Regions from separate parts of the Capra hircus genome. Here region 1 is linked to region 2. The links are chromatin contacts, called in public Hi-C maps. All regions are on one chromosome and are shown on one strand. The core of a region is the stretch at or near the end of the contact, and the rest is flanking DNA. Distances in the headings are between cores, read along the strand shown.

Region 1 (6,433 bases), core at 2,000-4,499, 95 kb after region 2:
GAGGGCTAGTAAACCACCATCTGGAGGCTGTATCTATGTAAATACCATCCATCCAGAACAGAGAAAGGAAGCTAGAAATGAAAAAAATGGCTACCACAAAAGCCATGTGGTGGGAAGCTGACATCAAGAAGAAGACAAAATTTACACAATAACCTGGGAATATTTAGCGTAGGGGGATTCAGCTCTGCACAGTTCAAAACCCCATGAGAATATACTACAGAACGATATATAACCTGATGCTCAGAATACTGAGTCTGGGTCCCTAAGATAAAGTTTTCTCTTGTGGACCTCACTTATAAGGGGTCTGTGTAACAAATACTCTTAGAAAGATTTCTTCCCAATAATGTTGAAATAAAAAAGGTTTTTAAAAATATTTATTTATTTAGCTGCATTGGGTCTCAGCTGTGGCACATGGGCTTTTCTCATGGCATGTGGGATCTTCATTCCCAGACCTGGGATCGAACCTGCATTGCCTGCATTGGAAGTGGGATTCTTAACCACCAGACCACCAGGGAAATCCCAAAAGTTTTATATTAAATAAGAAATACGCCAATATCTATAAAATTCGTATTTGTGAACTACCCATTTCTCAACTATCAGATAGAAGAGATATTATTATAGCACAAATAACAAAATTCAGTAACATAAAGAATCTCTGTGTAGAAAATATTCAGGATGACAAATTGGGAGAAAAGAAATAATTCTAGTTCTCGATTTATTACATGCATTAACTCTTCATCTTTACATGACAAACTTTCTATTTCAAAAGCTTATTTCATCTGACATCTTCACACACAGAAATTCTCAATAAATGTCTGGTGATGAGTGAAAAAATAAATAACTTTTAAAAAAGATTTTATATGTTGAAGAAATACTGACTATATAGTTTCACATTTCACAATAAACCATAGCATATTAATCTGGTCCCCAAATTAGGCAGAAAATAAAAGTACTTCATCAAGTACTCTACTTGCTTACAGTGCCAAGATATGACAGGTATACACTATAGGTCAAATTCTAAACTGGGACCAAAATATCAAAATAATATAAAAGTACTTTAAATATCAAACACATAGACCAGATTAGCCAATCTTGAGTAGCTATAATAAACCAGATATTTTATTACACCAAATACTCTGATCCTCAAGGACGTGATGTTAGAATAGACAAATTCACATCACTAACCCTTCTGTTAATCTTAGTTTTTAAGTGTGAAATCTTAGCATCAAGCATACCATGTAACATCTATCTCCACAGATTATGAATATAATCTACTCATCTAAACTCACCTAGTGATTCAATTCTGTATTCTCTTTCCATTTATAGCCTGTACATTCCAAATAAAATTCTACACAAGTTTTCATTCCCTTTTTATTCAGCTTATCAAAAAGTCAGTTAGGGCTTTAATATCCTGAATTATGCTATTTAGTTAATAATTTATTTCACATTAAATAAATGAATTCAGGGGCATTAACATTTATAGAGAAACATTCCAGTTTCCACTATCTTACACTAATTCATATGTTATTCTTGAGAATGAAATGATAATGACTAAGACTAGGAAAAAATAGTTTTGGAGTATTGATCTATCACTTCACAAAAATAAACTCAGGAATTCATTTGAAATAATTAAAGCCTGAGTTGTTTTTTTTATTATTTTTTCTGCTGTACAACAACCTAATTTTTTCCCGTTCTTGGTCAATGAAATCTTTACATGATAAGAATTACACATCATAAACCATTGTTCAAATATTCAAAGTATAAATTTTTAGATTTACTTTTAAACCTTGATTTAAAGCAAAAAGTTTTTCATAAGAGAAAACCCTCAAAATATTTTTCAATAATGATCATTAAAATTTTTTTTTTACAGAATACTAAATATGTACTGTGCACTGACTTATCAGTTGGCGCTCTACTTAGAGGAAAAAAAAAAACACGTATAAGTGCCAAGTCAGTTTAAAATTATAAACATACCCATGTGTAAATTAAAGATTTACAATCACAGTACTGTGCTCAATTATACATGAAACAAAATTTACTTTGTGTCCTGACATATTCAATCAAGTTTTAATAACTTCATAGATCCTAGACCTAAAGCAGCCAAAGATCAAGGTATACTGGCAATAAGAGAGCCTTCAATCATTATGAAGAAAATATCCAAGCTATTGATAATTATTTATCAAGTTAACATTTTAATTAGGTGTCAGTGTCTCATTTACTAATAGAATGAATACGTTTCTCACAAATTTTGATTTTCTATTTTCTGATTTTCTCCTCCAACTTGAGATGCACCTGCCATTTTCAAGGTTTTAGAAACACTTGTGGAGAAAACTGTTGAAAAGTTTAAAATAACACTGTGAAATTTTAGTTATCCCAAGGAAGTATATATATCCCAATAATACTGAAAATTTGGGGGGAAGTGAGGATAGTTTAATAACTTTCAAAATTAATTCAAATGAAACTTTTCATGTGAACTTAATTTTTTGCTTTGAGTAAATGTTATCATTAGAAGACTGAGTACCAAGGGAAGCACAAATGCCATTACTTAAAAATTTACCTTCCCATATGACAGCATTTACCCTTGGGGGTAAAAAAAGTCACCTTTCATCCTAAAGAAGTCACTCAGGTTAGCCCAATTCCAACGGACATTGAAGCCATGGGCGAAAAAATCATGCAAAAGGATGTTATTTCCACCTTAGGTTTGCTGCCATTTCAGGGACACCCCGTAAGTACTCCTCCTCTGCAGAATCAGAGTTGACCCCTGACAACCCCTAAGAGGTAAAACTGCGGAGAAATTATCACTGTCCAAAGTTAGGTTGGGGGTAGGGGAGAGGTAGCAAATGAGAGATGTATGAAAACCGACACGCTTTGCCCTCTGAAATGCCTATTTACTTTTGACAAAAGAAATAAATAGAAGCAAAACCGAGATTCAGAAGGAACTCTCTCTGCTGCGTGCACCGGTTGAGCATCAAAGACCCCGTAGAAAAGAAGCAGGCTGGAGGCTCACCTTCCATCTCGCCGCCGGGCTGGGCTGGAGCTGCCGCTCTGGCTACCCAGCCGCTCCACGTGCTCCTGCCTTCGCCGGGACGCAGCGTGCAGCTGGCGGGAGATTCGCAGCGCGCAGCTGTCGGGAGATTCCCAGCGCGGGGAGTCCCCGGGATCCGGGCGCCGCGTCGGCGCAGATTGAAAGGGGCAGGAGCCGGCGACCGGACTGTGCGCGGGGTTACAGCGGCGCTGGCTGGCGGCGGCTTTAAAGGACGCTCACCGCCAAGGTATCTACTGCGCCTCCAGCCGCCTTTTGAATGTCAAAGCCGAGAACCCCAATAGGAAGGAAATGGCAAGACAGTAAATTGTCTCCAAATGTGTATTTTAGAAGGATAATGGAGAAGAGAGTAATATCACACGGCGGGAGGGAGGATCTGGATTGCTTTCTTGCAAGTCTAAGTTCAAAGAGGTTTGTCTTGAGCAAAATCTGGAACTTTTGATCTAGATTCAGGGATGATAGCCATAAATACCATCAATGAGCACTCTATTAAATGTAATATGTTCTTCTTCCTCAACTTTTCATCTCACATAATAAAAGTTCTTGGTCCAAGTTTTCAGGAGGTTCTAAGACAGTTCCAAAGAGTGTTGGCACTTTCATCAACTCAACTTTTTCAATTTTGGAAGCAATATTCTCACTTTATTTTCCCTTTTGGAAACTGCTTGGTTTATTTCCCACCACTCACAAAACACTACACATTGTATTTATGTGTGTTTATTTTCTACTACCTTACCTTCTTCCTAATAGGATCTGAGACAGCTTACAAAAATACATATATAAGGCATCAGTACTAAGAGATTGGGGTGGGAAGGGGAAGATACACTAAAGACAGTAAAACGTTAGTTGTACACAGAGTGAACATCTTTTCCCAACATCCTTCCCACATTATAGAGATGAAGCACACATTTGACTATAGGGAGAGGGAAGGGGAGGTGAACATATAATTTTTAAACAACAGAATTTTTCTTCACACTGAAGTTGAAGTTACCCAGTATGTTAAACATGTAAATGATTCTCAAAAAGACCATTTTGCCTTTGTTAGAAACGTATGTGGTTGGTATATACAAGTATATTTGAGACTTAAGGTTGGGAGTTTACGCATCAGAAGTCCACACCAGAGTAAACCCATTCTTATCCAGTTAAAGAATACATATTGTAATTTTACGAATTTTAGTTTATTTTAAATACGCCTTGGTATAGGAGACATATATATAGATATAGGTACATAATTTTTAAATGAGTTAATAACTTGTAATGGCTTTGTTTTACGATTATGGCACCATGACAACATCTCTATAACGTGCATGGGATGGAGTTCTACAGGATAATAACAATTTCGGAGAAATACTCTAAACACTAGGTCTAATTTTAGTATCGAAAGGGGAAATTTGTTGTTTGTTAGTTTCTAAAGGCAAAAATAGCACATCAAAAGTAGCAGAAGAGGAACTGTAAAATTTCACAGGGATGGTGTAAGGATGAATAGTTATTTGGTTATTAAAAGTTTTAGAAGGTGTTTAGCTTCCATTACAATGTTCTTTATACTTATCAATGGCATGTGTTACTACTCTGTGAATAATTAGCTCAGTATTGAGTATTTCAGACTCAAAAACGTGATACTTAAGGGGATAGATTAAAAGTAAGTGGGTAAAATAATTGATGCAGCTATTTCACCCTCAAGGAGGTAGAGCATAAATCCCCACTCCTTAAAGTGTGCAATACACTTTTGGGTGTTTCTAGTGGCCTAGTGATTAGGATTCCGGGCTTTCACTGCCATGGCCTGGGTTTAATCCCTGGTCAGGGAACTGAGATCCCACAAGCCACACAAAGCACCCCACCCCCCAAAAAAGGTTTGTTTTTTTTTTTTTTTTTTTAAAGAATGGTATTCACATAGTGACATCCTTCCAAAGATTACAGTATGGAAAGGTATAGGAAAGAGAGTAACTTTATATGACAGAAACCAGACAAATACTACCTCAGGCAGGTGATCAAGTTAACAACAACAATGATATAAGGCATGTGACAGTATGTGCCCTTGATATATACTTGAATATGGTACTTCACCTCCATAGCCTTCCATCCATAAACCCTAACCTAGAGGGTTAACTTAGACTGGTTAAGCTCCAGTCTAACCTAGAGGCATTCTGCAAAGAGCCTGACCAGTTCAGATCAAGTCAATGTCATCTCAAAACCCATTAACTGTCAAGGTCATCAAAACCAAGAAATGTCTGAATAACTGTCACCGCTAAGGAGACTTGATGACTAAATGTAACAAGGGATCCTGACTGGGATCCTGGAGCAGAAAAAGGCCATTAGGTAGAAACTAAGGAAATCTGAATCAAGTATGGACTTTATTTAATAAGGTATCAGTTTGGTCATTACTTGTGAGAAAGGTATCATAACAAATGTAAGATGTTAATTGTAAGGAAATAGGTGGGCATACATGAGAACTCGGTACTATCTTCACAATTTTTCTGTAAATGTAAAACTATTCTAAAATTAAAAGTTAGTTTTAAAACAGTAGATGGATTCTTTGAACAAATCACTACTCATTTGGTTAAGTCTCTTCTTATAGTATTCAAGGTTGATCACAGAGGGTTTACAAGGATCAATTACTTATAACTGGGAAGCTAATAAAACGCTGTGGGTTTAATGATAAACTTCCAGGGAATCAGAGATAATGCCTAAATTTGTCTTTATTATCATTACTTTAAGAAGGGAACAGTTGAGACTAAACCATGAATCTAGACACGGTAACTGACAAGGGTGGATCTGACTCACCGAATCACATTTCATGGTTTATGCTATGTAGTAACATTAACAGTGACTAAAACTGAAATCACTGACAAAGGCTGCTCCTGGACCATCTGAGATAGTCCAAGTACTGACTCGGCTCAAAGGAAATAAAACTGAAAACTCTTGATCTCACCCCAAGTAATCATTCTGCACCCTGTCTGAACCTTGGCTCTCTACCCATCAGCCTACTCAAAACCACGACGGAGGGTGTCCCGCTGCTAAGAAACAGACAATACGCAGGGCTTTCCAGGCCAGTAAATGAGTAGCCAAGAAGGAACCATGAAAGACACTGGCCTGGTCTCTTTTGGAGCTCGCTGATATTGACTGAGCATCTACCCTGCAAAAAAAAAAGCATTTGGAGATCTTGCCTTTCAACTTGGCTCGTGTTTTTGTTTTTGTTAAAGCAGGCTTACTTCACAGCCCCGGATACACTTGTAAGTGGAGTCTCTCAACATCGTATGATACTGGAAGTTGAAAATGAAGGTTAAACGTTCCTCTAGAGTGCAAAGCCCTGGAGACGCCTTGTTGGTGCACTCGTTCTTCGGGTTCTTCATTCTGTGGGTTAGAACACAGGTGGGTGAAAACTGGGAGTTAAGA
Region 2 (6,316 bases), core at 2,938-5,437:
CTTTAATTTTGTATAAGCGTCGTCTTTGCGATTGGTTGGGCATGAGGTGGGATCCCATTTTGCAGGTGAGGAAACTGACTCCTCAGAATGGCCCCAAATTACAGTGGGACAGCCAGGTCCTGGCTGTTCTGCTCCCCCACGACTGCCTGACTTCCAGGTGGAATTCCTAAACCGCCAGTAGGGGATCCTCCCCTGGAGAGCCCCTCCTCCTCTGTAGTCCTGCTGGCAAGTGGTGTTGTCCTAGGGTGACTTTGAGAAGGACCAGCCACCACAGCCAGCTTGGCAGGCCGGACTTGGCAGGCCCAGCGGCCACTTGTGACCGAAGCACCCCAACCTCGGCTAATCCTGAGGAGAGGAGAGGCTGGGGAGTCAGGCCTTTAGGACAGAGATGGGCAGACAGGCTTCATCCGTGCTCAGCCTGGAACCTGCTGGGGATTTACCCTGAAGAAAGTACTGCAGTCCAGAAATGAGAGGGGTGAAGATTTTGTTTCTTTTTAGCAAGACTTGAGGAGCCAGGGACCAGTGCACCCTGCCACCTGCCATGGTTCCCAGAACCATCTCATCAGAGGCTGCTCCTTGGGCTCAAGCTGGCTGGTACTGGCTTATGTGCTGGCCATGGATGCCCAGGACCAACTTCCAAAGTATGGGTGCGAGGGTTCCAGGCCGAGGTGAGAGTTAAAGGGTTAGAATGAGTTACTTTTTAAAAAAATTTGTTTATTTGGCTGGGTTGGGTCTTAGTTGCAGCACGCAAGATCCTTCCTTGTGGTGCGTGGCCTTTCTAGTTGTGCGCAGGCTTAATTGCTTCACAGCATGTGGGATCTTAGTTCCCCGACCAGGGATCAAACCTGTGTCCCCTGCATTGCAAGGTGGATTCTTAACCCCTGGACCACCGGAGAAGTCCCTGAATCACCTCTTAAGCACGTCCAGGTATTTAGGCTGCATAAAGATAGGACACAGTGACCTCTCCTCGCCTGAGGCACACGGCAGGAGACCAAGCCCTTCTATGTCAATCTGCTAATTGGAATATGTGAGATAGATATCATTCCCATTTTACAAATGGGAAGCTGAGGTTGAAGGAGAGTCCCCCCGCCCCCTAAGGTCATAGATACAATTAGGGACAGAGGTCAGGCTCAGCCCATCTCAGGAGTGGTGGACACAGTCCTTCCCTGCCTTGTCCTTTGTTCTCTGTCCCTATTCTTCTCAGTACTGGCCACTCTGACGGACCTGGGCTGCTGGGGGCCTTTAGAGGTAGCTGGCTCAGCCTTGAGCTGGATACTGGAAATCAGCAGCTGGACGTCCTTGGTGACTGGCTGAGATCGCTGGCTTCCTGGAGAAGCAGCAGTTGAGAGTGTGGGGGATGAGGTCCCCTCAGCTCACAGAGGGACTCAGGGCAAGATTCCCCAGCTCGAGGATGCAGCATGACCCACAGAGGCCAGACAGCAGAAGGGACTGCCAAGGAGAGCTGCCGTGCCAGATAGTGGAGGCCTGTGGTTATAAGGAAATCTGGGCTGGTGGAAGGAGGTGGAGAAAGTACAGGCTAGAGCCTCAGATAATGTCTTTTCAATATTAAGTTATTGGGTTTGATTATCTTCAAAAATGTGCTTATTAAAGAACATTTCAGAAATCAGAAAAAACCTTTAGGAAAGGAAATTCCCCATATTTCCCTCTGCTGAAGAGGATGCAGGCACTGAGAGAGGGTGATGTGGGGCCTATGCAGGGGGTTGGCCCTGAAAGGCCTGCTGCACATCATGGACACATCATAGACACCAGCTCCTGGGGCTAGTGTGGCTGCTGTGAGCTGGGCACCAAGGTCTAGAGCTGTCCTGGGTACACCTGGACCTGTGGGAGGGTGTGGCCACAGGGTGGGCCTCCCTGCCTGCTCACGTATGGAGGTCAGAGAGGGCTGGTGCCAACTTTCTGGACTCTGGGAACAGATAAGCAGGATTCTCCCTTAGGATGTTCTGGGAGGATCATCCAGACGGACAAACCTCTGGCCAGTTCATTCTCTCCCTGCTCCCCAGACACCCTGGTCGATGAGATGTAGGCAGCCTCCAAGTTCATGGGTGGAGGACCTCCCTGTGCAGGCCTAAGGGGTCAGCTTCGGCTCAGTGGCCCTGCTTGGCTCCTTCCTCTTGCTCCAGTGCCAGGCACATTGAGGAGGGAGGGAGGGACGAAAAGAGAGAGGCAGGAGAGTCCAAGGCCACTGGGAAGGATCCTTTCTTCTGAACCAGCTACATGAGCACTTTTCTAACAGTTTCTGGGAATCCAAGGGTTCCAGTAGGGGTTTGGGGGCAGGCTGGGGAGCTTTGGGGGGGAGCACTGTCTTTTTATCTGGAAGTTTGGCATCACGGTGTATTTAGAAAAAGAGTTTTCAAGACTGAACCATTGATCTGGTCTGGCAGGCAGAAAAGAGGACCCAGAGAGGTCAGAGATTGGTCCAACTCGCCCAGCAGTAGGGTGGGGTGAGGGGTGGGATGAGGGGTCAGGGGAAGAACCTCAGCTCTGGGGCTTGGGTATGAGGTGTGCAGTAGTCTCTTCCCACAGAGCTTCCAGCTGGGGTGGGGACCTGGGGGAGGAGAAGGAGGAACTGGATCTTAGGGAAGTTGGGTGTTGAAGACTGGAATCTAGGGCCTCAGGGGAGTGGGTGATCCTGGGGGCTGAGGCTGGCCCCCAGGATCTTTATACAGGAAGGGGTGTTGGGAAGTGGGGGTACCACTTGGGCTGAGACGTGTTGTGCTGTACCAGGCCCTAATGAAGCCTGAAATGCACCTGCATATGGGTCGAGCTGTGATGGCCTCTAGCGTCCTCTTACAAGCCCAGGTCTGTCCCACTGAAGGGGCCAGTTTTTCTTTGCTGGGCACCTAGAGGGCCGTTAATCGGAAACTGTGTTTTCATGGTAAGCAGTTTGTTTTTACTTGGATTGGGTTTATCTTGAGGTGGTTTGGGGGAGACTGAGGGAGAGTGGGAGGTCAATGCTACTCCTTCCACCTCATGGATCCCTTTAGGGTCCCCGTAGTGGAGCTGGGCCCTGTGACCTTGGAGTTTGAGGGGAAGCTGTAGGCACGGAAAGAACGGGCCACCTGCACCCCACAAACCTGCAGCCAATGGACATGTTCCTCTGCATCTAGTGCCCAACTGGTGTCCTGAGTTAGATCCACAGCAGAGTAGAAGTGGGCATTCCTATCTCAGTTTTCCAAAAGATTCCAGCCTACCTCCTCTCTCCCAGCCTTGGCCCACCCACAGCCCTCTTACACCGTTCAGATCAGTCCCATACAGGTTCCCACCTTTTGGTTACCTTCTCCCAAGCTGGTCTGTCCCAAACATCCAAGGGATGAGCTAGGCGTGGGAAGTGGGGGCTGGGTGAGAAGGAGTCATCCGGGGACCCATCGGCAGTAGCTCTGGCTCCGCAACACATGATCTGCACCCACTGCCCGCCCTTCCTTCTCCCCTCTCCCCTGCCTCTTCTCGATCTCTGGCGCCAGACGGGCCGAGCCCTCGCGGAACTGCGGGCGTCTGGCTCCAGAGAGCCACCTCCGCCTCTGCGGCGGAAAGGCCGGCCCGCCTTGCCAGGGGGCCCGCTGGGTTGGGGAGGGCTGACTTTCAGCTCACCGGGCCCCGCCGAAGCCGTCGAAGATGCGCCTTCGATCCCCGGGCCAGCAGCAGGAGGCTCGCGCCGCGCCCCAGCAATGAACCCATCCGTCGCGGAGCAAGGGGATTATTAGTTTGCTCTTCGTGGAGCGTCGGTGGGCTGGGTGAAGGCCTTGAGAGATCGAGTGGGTGGAGGGAGGTCTGAACACCGCATCCAAACACCACGGGGCCTCTAGGGGCGAAGGCCAGGCAGGACCCCGCGGGCGCGGCAGGCTCGGGTCTTCCCGCTTCCTGGGACCCGCGGCGGGTCCTCCCGACGGCTCCGAGCCGGCTCAGCCGTGCGGCTGCAGTGACACCCAGTGGCGGTAGCGGGAAGTGCAGGCGCCTGTCCCTCGGCTGCAGTTGTTAAGTCCGCGCCTCTCGAGGTTCCCACTCGTTGTTACGAGCGGGCACCCCCAGGAGAGACGGTCTCGCTTTGCAGACTGCCCCGCGGGGCACTTCCCTTTCCCCTCCCCCAGTTTCCTCCCCTGCAGTCGCCCGAGCACTGGGAGATCCTGCAAGGCTGCAGTGCCCGGAAGGGCGGGGCGGGGCGCAGCGGCGGCGCTGGGCTGTGACCCTGAGCAGTTTCACTTCTGGATCCTGCTCGGGGTGTGATGGGAGAGTACCTGGGCTGGGGGAGGAGGGGGGGAACACACGGCTCGCCGAGGTCCAGGGCTCAGGACCCCGAGTAAAGGATGGGTTTTTGCTTCTGGGGTGTCACGCGACCCACGCCTTCCTCCATTTTCCACCCCGCCCCACGGGTTCCACTCCGCTGTCCCCGGAGCCACGGCTCCTCCCCAGCAGCCGCCGCCTCCGCCGGGGCTGCCGACCCCCGGAGAGGCCCCGAGCGGCGTGGGCGGCAGGAGGAGCGAGCTGTGAAGCCGCAGGCAGGGGGTTAGGCTGCGGGCTGCTGAGACGCCGAGCTGTTTCTCAGAAGTGCAGTTGCCCCTCCCCTCACACCCCCCTCAGCTCCCACCTCGCACCGCACTCCTTCCCCCTGCCCCCACCCCGGCCTTCGCTGTCCTCTCCCAGGAAACCCCAACTCGGGAATCTGGTGTCAGGGTCCACGAAGATTTAAGAGAAGGTCCTGAGAGAGGACGGCGCTGGCAGGGCCGAGATTCAGACCCAACCTCTCTGCTCATATTCCGAGCCTCCCACCATCCACTGCCCTGTCCCCACCCCACCCCCAGCTTGTGGGCCAGGGTTGGAATTTTATAGAACGGGTTCCTGTGACCACTTGGGAACATCTTAGGCCTCCAGTCTCCTGACTCCAGCGCCCCACCTCCCTCCCAGTGCCTGAGTTTTGGGGGAGAGAAGGAAGAGCCCACAAAACCCTCTTTCTCTCCTATTCTTGTTTCTGGACAATGGGAAAGCCCTGGCTAGAGCAGTGAGGTTGAGGGCAGGCTGAGTCTGTTGGAAAGAACTTCAGAAACCCCTGACTCCGGGCGGGGTAGGGTAGGGGTGGAATCTAGGCGCAGAGAGAGAAACCAAAGCGCCCAGAGTGACCCAGAGAGCGGCAGGGCTGAGGTTGCAACCCAGGAGTCCGGACACTCAGCTGGAATCAGTGAGGCCAGCGTTTGTTTTTTGGAGACTTCAGGGCTCTGCTGGATTCAGTGACTCGGCCTGCTTTCTCCTGCTTTCCCCCATCGCGGGCGCTCGCACACAGTTTGCAAGGAGAGGGAGGTGGAGGTGCTGAGGATGTGATTCCAGTGGGGGTGGCGTGGGGCTGGAACCCCAGGAAGGATGAGCCTGGGGAAGGAGGCAGCATCTGTCCCCCACCCCACACTCTACTTCCCATCCACCAGCCGCCGCCCCCAGGGCTGTGGTTTATTTGACTAGGCAGCCCTTTGGGGCCGGGTGGGGGGGGGTGGGGGGGCACTCGGGGGTTGAGGGGAAAGGCGAGGTGATGGGAAAAGCTGCTCTGGGGCTCCCTGCCCCCTCAGTCCTGGGGAAGGGGGACGCTTGACATCACCCGCAGGCCCTCTAACCCCATTCTTTCCACTGCAGGCTCTTTCCTTGGGTATGTTCAGTTATTCTGGGGGAAGGTCTGTTATTTGGGGGGAAGGGAGGCAGCTGCCTACTTCACAGGTCAAGACAGAGTTAAAAACAAAACCGCAGCAAATTCAACACCCCGTGTCCTTCAGGGACTTTCCATGACACCTTCCTTCCCCCTCTCCCCTCAAGCCAGGGAGCACCTCCCCAGAGGGCCTCCCCACCCCAGGTGCAGTGGCTTTTGGCTTTTATGCAAACAACTGTCTGACTGGGAATGCTCTGCAGCCTGACCTTGTGTGTCCTGTGACCTTGTGTGTCCTGCAGGAGCTCCTCTGCCAGCCCTCCGCTGGCCTGGCCTTCCCAGGACTCTCACCCTTTGCCCCCAACTCTTCCTCAGACTCTGGATTCCAGGGGATGGGAGGAAGGCCAGGAAGCCAGGTCCTTGGCCCTCTGCCTGCCCTGGGGTGGCAGTTGCCTGCAGGTGGAGGTTTGCACCGCAGCAGTGAGCAGTCAGGGTGAATGGCCTGGTTGTGTGGAGAGATGGGGGAGGGGGAGGGTGCAGGTGTGGGGTGGCCTCCAAGGCCAGGCCCACCCTGCTGCCTCTAAAGCATCCACTCAGTTCCTGAGAATTAGTAAAGGAAGCTATCCTCAGCCTGGAAGAAAGTCCATTCAGCCCCAACCCCAGCCCAGTCAGCTG

What was found. A called contact is a pair of places that touch in the nucleus more often than the background predicts.
Region 1: a Hi-C map of blood shows a contact between it and region 2, with 4 times the contacts expected there. The contact joins the promoter of IKZF3 here to the enhancer-like site in region 2. A contact is called at or near these places in 2 of 5 Hi-C or Micro-C datasets (both in blood).

Annotation. Positions count from the first base shown.
Region 1 is chr19:39,852,334-39,858,766 of ARS1.2, forward strand. It overlaps IKZF3 (zinc finger protein Aiolos), which reads right to left and starts at 3,250. Exons shown (of 8, transcript XM_005693758.3): 1 at 3,008-3,250. The coding sequence starts at 3,014.
Region 2 is chr19:39,756,829-39,763,144 of ARS1.2, forward strand. No RefSeq gene overlaps it. Among named protein-coding and RNA genes, the nearest start is that of GRB7, 15 kb to the left of the region's middle. Within about 2 kb of position 4,188, at least 4 of the 5 cell types and tissues checked have an H3K27ac peak or open chromatin away from gene starts, as enhancers often do.